Regions from separate parts of the Danio rerio genome. Here region 1 is linked to region 2. The links are chromatin contacts, called in public Micro-C maps. All regions are on one chromosome and are shown on one strand. The core of a region is the stretch at or near the end of the contact, and the rest is flanking DNA. Distances in the headings are between cores, read along the strand shown. Region 1 overlaps piezo2a (piezo-type mechanosensitive ion channel component 2a). Region 2 holds the start of piezo2a (piezo-type mechanosensitive ion channel component 2a).

Evidence for each region. A called contact is a pair of places that touch in the nucleus more often than the background predicts.
Region 1: a Micro-C map of caudal fin shows a contact between it and region 2, with 4 times the contacts expected there. The contact joins the enhancer-like site here to the promoter of piezo2a in region 2. A contact is called at or near these places in 2 of 18 Hi-C or Micro-C datasets (caudal fin and an unstated tissue).

Annotation. Positions count from the first base shown.
Region 1 is chr24:957,906-960,875 of GRCz12tu, reverse strand. The region is part of intron 5 of piezo2a (piezo-type mechanosensitive ion channel component 2a); the gene reads right to left. Among named protein-coding and RNA genes, the nearest start is that of piezo2a, 66 kb to the right of the region's middle. Within about 2 kb of position 1,690, at least 19 of the 62 cell types and tissues checked have an H3K27ac peak or open chromatin away from gene starts, as enhancers often do. A contact at or near this core is called in caudal fin, where this site is marked.
Region 2 is chr24:891,701-894,602 of GRCz12tu, reverse strand. piezo2a (piezo-type mechanosensitive ion channel component 2a) reads right to left here and starts at 1,495. Exons shown (of 54, transcript XR_012399642.1): 1 at 1,053-1,495.

The DNA of each region.
Region 1 (2,970 bases), core at 441-2,940, 66 kb before region 2:
GTGACTTCTCACGCCTTTAAAATGAACGCATGATATATAAATACAGATAGACGAAGGTGGGCTGAACTACAATCATAGTTCAACACTTTCTGAAAGGAAATTTCAAACAATAGGCTTTACAGAGGAAACATTACTATATTAAAAGACAATGATGTGTACTTTTTTAAATCTCAAAGTATTAAAGGCAAAGTATGACTTCTTAAAGCAAAATAAAAATGCTTTTTGAATATACAAATATATGTAACAAGGCAAATGTTTTCCCAAATTACTTAAAAATCTAAATGTTAAATCGTTCAAATAGAGAAAATGTAAACCATAGCAAAACTTCTATTAAAAACTTTTATAAATTCACTCGTGTGCATGTAGAAAACAATTGGATGAGTCAAAATGTCCAAATGCCTGGTAAATGTGATCTATAAAATAAAAAGCAATGCAATAAAATAAATTGCAATAAAATTATATATATATAAAAATAAATCAGTTTTTTAAAATGCAATATTTAATGTGTCAGACAAAAAATAGACGTCAATTTGTTTAATATAAAATAAATAGTAATCTGACCAGTTAACCGTTAATAACGGTTAGCAAAATTACCGAAATGAGCATCCCTAATAGCCATTTAATTTACTTTTTCTATGTAAGAGAACTTGATTGAGAAAGTTCAACATGCTTGAACCATCTACACAATGCAGTTTAGTTCTGTTTGGTTTTTCGACAGTATTTTGATACAAAGAAAACAGAAGTGATATAGCTTTGGCTATTTATTTATTTTACACATGGCTTTTATATTGTTAATAATTTGCATAGTTAATATTGTTCTTTGATGTTCAGTTTATAAAGATTTTTCAAATGTTATTTAATAAAAAAAAGTTTTACAAATCTTTTTTTCCCACCCCCCCACAAAAAAAAAAAAATAAATAAAAAATCGTGATACGAACCGATTCGTGGGTTTGGTGTATCGTTACAGCCCTACTGTAAACCAATAGCATTCAGATGTGGGTCTAGCTCTGCCTTTTGTCAGCCTTTTTTTGTGCAAAGGGTTCCCAAAACGTGGTACGGTACAGTTTGATTTTTGGTACCTTTTGACAGTGGAATCGGCCATAAAAGAGTAGAGAACCATACCGAACCGTACCACTCAGTGGAAACGGGCCATAACACAATCTCCTTCAGGTATTCTCCTTGTGTTTATTTGTGATTGTGGTGTTTTACGCTCAGCTGTCACTGTTTAATTTACACACTGTTTTTCTTGGAAAAAAGCGACTGCTAGTTGTTTGTGTTGGACTCTGTAATAAGAATAATAATATTAAAACAACTTGACTTCATCCACACACCTTTAAACAGTTAGAGCGTGGTCTTAATTATCTGCCTGTCACGATCCATAAAGATCTGAGCATGTGGAGAACATTCCTGCAGTAACTACCACTAAACCAGCAGCAATGACCAACATCAGCCACTCGCACTGCTCCACACGTCCATATGGAGACTGCAGTTTACTGATCAGATGTGTGTGTGTGTGTGTGTGTGTGTGTGTGTGTGTGTGTGTGTGTGTGTGTGTGCCCTGCTCAGAGAGTATGAATCAGGAAAGTTGTGAAAGAGCTCAGAGAGAAAGAATAAGGGAGAAAATAGAGCAGGGCTGGGGGTTGGTTGGTAAGTTCAGCACCGCCACCGAAAAAACAACACCAGCAAATGTGTTCCAGATGTGAAGCTGCTGAACGAACACACACACACACACACACACACACACACACACACACACACGCACACATACATACTCACCCACGTATTCACACACATGCACACAATCAGACCCACGCACACACATGCACATACACACACACACACACACATACAAATATACACAGTCACATTTATAGACAGACACACACCCACACCCACACACACACACACACACACCCACACCCACACACACACACACACACACACACACACACACACACACACACTCACACTCACACTCACACTCACACACACACACTCACACTCACACATAAGCATGCAAACAGACAGATGGACACATATGTACACGCACGCACATGCAGATACCCACACAAACACACCCATAAGCATGCACACACACACACACACACACACACACACACACACACACACACACACACACACAAAGACACACAAAGACACACACACACAAACATACATGGGCACATTTATAGATAGACAGACACACACACACACACACACACACACACACACACACACACACACACACACACAGAAACAAACACACAAGCATGCGCATACTCACTTGCACAAACACTCCCACATACACTCTCACAAATGCATGCACACACACAAACGCATGCATGCACACACACAAACCCATGCATGCACACACACGCATACACAGAGAGACACACACATATTCATACACTCACTTGCACACAAAGGCATGCGCGCACACACACACACACACACACATAGTGGATTATAAATGCAGTGTTAACAGCATTAGAGAAGTGAGCGATCAGAAAGTGTGTGTCTGCTGAACGTCACTGACTCTGCACTGATCTGATGATTAATGCTGCATGAAGTCAGATCTGGTCTCTGCTTTACCGCTGAAGTCGGTAGCTTGATTACACAGACTCAGGCCATAAAGCATTACACTCATAACACATCACGCTTTCTGTTGACACGGGGTTCATATGTGAGCGTACAGACTGCAGGGAAAATGCCATTATAATTAAAGACGGAGTTTAAAACACACACAAATAAAGACTTACAGGAAATGATAATGATTAACACTGAAGGTGTTGTGCTGGTTGAAAGACTCTTCACAATTCAATAATAGTAAATGATCTAAATGTATGTATCTTTATATTCCGGATAAGGCATAAGACTTAAAAACGTTTATGCAATTAAAATACTGTCGGGCCGATCATTCCCATAATTCTGATAAGTAGCCCAAACTGTCTGCCAGCAAATGCAGATTTG
Region 2 (2,902 bases), core at 246-2,745:
CACACACACACACATTCATTATCATAACCATTACTAATAGTGTTGATGTCTAATTTACTTAACAATCACACTGATAATCAAAGTTCAATATGAGTTTAAATACAGCATTAACAAATATACACACATAAATGGTCAATTTAAATGATATTTATGCCGGTCTGCATGGCTGGAATGTGTTTGAAATCATTTGATATAGTTTAAATAACTTGAATAATTCCACAGTCTTAAATAATTTAATGTATTTTGAATGTTTTTCATATCAATAATTTGAAATGATGGGCTTTGTATTCTTTATTCTTCCTCTACTGTATGCTAAAGGGATAGTTCACCTAAAAATGAAATTGGGTTATCATTTACACATGCTTTACTTGTTTCAATCCTTCCTGTCTTCCATTAAACATAAAAGAAGATTCTGTGAATAAAGCTGAAAAGCTGTAAAAACTGGCGTCCACAGTATTGGTCTTTTCCGGGAAGTCAGTGGTTACAGATTTCTTTAAAATATCTGCTTTGTGTTCGACAGAAGAAAGAAATGTCCTTCAGTTTTGGGCGAACGATCCCTCTAAGCTACTTTGGCACAGTCTACACCATTATATATATATATGTTAATGAACAGTTTCCATATTTCATGATTCACTAGTTCATTTACGATGGTGAATTGCATTATGGGATGCTGATCTCTGCTCTGTCCACTTTTTATGTTGAAAATTCAACTCTACAGTTTAACAAAGTGACTTTTAGTGGCATTTTAGATGATTTAAATAACATAAGAAATAAATATCAAGAGAAATAAGTGTATAAAAGTTTCTGTAGCATAATATACAACATCAACTCAGACAATATACCACTGCAAACTATTACACGTTCATAGCAGTCACTTTTTAAACACATTTCAAGCTTAAAAGATCCCTGGAAGACATATTAAGCATTCAGAATCATAAAAAAACATGGAAAATAAAAATAAAACATTTCATCACCAAAAATAAACAAATAGAATTGAATGGTTCAGAACCAAACACTGCTTTCTTGCATTAGTGCATTAAATAGGTTCTTACCTGCAGCCAGGCACACGGGCAGGAGTAACCTGAAGATGAGTCCACACAGCAGCTCCGAGGCCATCATCATTTCACTCACACCGGGATCAGAAACCCAATGAACCGCAGATCATGATCCTCCGGCCGGGCAGAGCCTGGAGCTCCAGATAATCCGGATCAGCGGCTTCACTTGCGTTCACACATGTTTCACTTCTCCAGAGTTCAGATCTCGTCTTTACCTGTTGACAGGAGACACCATGTTGCTTCTCCTCCGGAAAAAACAGCGGTTTAATGTCCACTATTCATACCCTGCGGGAGTGTTGGTTCTCCGGCGGCGACACATAGCCCGTTCCCCAGTGCCTGGAGCTCCAGAAGCCGCTTATAAAGCGTGATTTAGCCGGGCTTTGTGGAGTTTTTGGAGTTGTGTTATTGTGTTGAAGCACAGCTGTGTCTTACTAGCATCTGGACTTAGTTTTGCAGCTCCTCAATGAACAGGCTTGAAGGACCACCCTGAAAAACTTCTGACGCGGCGCTCCACCAGTCACAAGCCGGCGCACAGAGCCCTGCCCCGGGGAGAGCAGCGGAGAGAGAGAGGGTGGAGGCTCAGGTACATTTTACACACACACTGAAAAAAAGCCTTCATTGGATTGACTTTTTAAGGTAAGTGTTTGCAAACGATTTCTGTGCTGAATTTAATCTAATTCACTTTAGTATTGTTCAACTATTCAACGAATAATTGTTCAATTATTATTTTCAGTGCGCGCACACACACGTGGAAAACACAACTAACTAGAAAGCGCGCGCGCACACTAAAACTCTTGGAATAACGGCGGTTGCTGTCACGGCTTCAGTTTTGGGAAAATGTAATATATTATAAACCTACATCCCTCCGTCCTTCTACATTTAAAAAAAATCATTGTATTTACAATTTCCCTATGGAGGTGAGACTTTGAAAACAATTTATTTGGGCTAAATTTAAACATTACATAATATATTACAAACTTAAATCACGTTTAAGTAACTGTGAATTACTTTCTAGATAAAGTATTGTGAAAATACGAGCTGTTATGTTTTACTTTTTTAAGAGTATAATTTTAAACTAACTAAATTTAATGTATCAAATAAATAAATAACAAAATAATATCTTTATCCATCCATCTAATTAAATATATTACATAATCAGATAAGTTTTATCTATCCATCCAAGAGATATTGAAAAAATATTATCTGTAGGCTATATATATGAATATATATATATATATATGAATATGAATATATTTAAACGAATTTAGTTTTTACTTGATATGATTTTTTTAGCACATATACTAATATTGTAAAATATATTTAATAAAAAAAATGTAAATGGAAAAATCATGTTCCCGTGAAATTCTTGTATGTCAATGAACAGTTGTTTCTTGTTAAAAAAAAATAGCATGTTGTCACTTGGCGTCACAACAATTAATAAAACATATTTCATTTGCAACCAAAAAACTAAATTACTTTAAACAAAAAGATACGTAAAAACGAACAATAAAATACATAATTATTTTGTTTATTTTCACTTATTTTTTTCAAAGGCTGTTATTTATACTTTTAATTTTTGTTATAACAAAACTCAAGTAATGTAGTTTTGCATATATTCAAGAGTAACGTTTGAGCAAATATTATAAAAGCGGCTGCAGCGCCACCTGCTGCCCACCTAAATATCTAATAATATTTCACCCTTCAATCTTATCTGTTGGATTAAATGTGATTTTAGTCATTTTACATACTTGGATTTAATGTCTACATGTTTTTCCAAGACGTAAATAAATTAAAGATTGTGTTACCAAAGAAATACTTTAGTTTTAACATGTAATTCAGCTATTTTA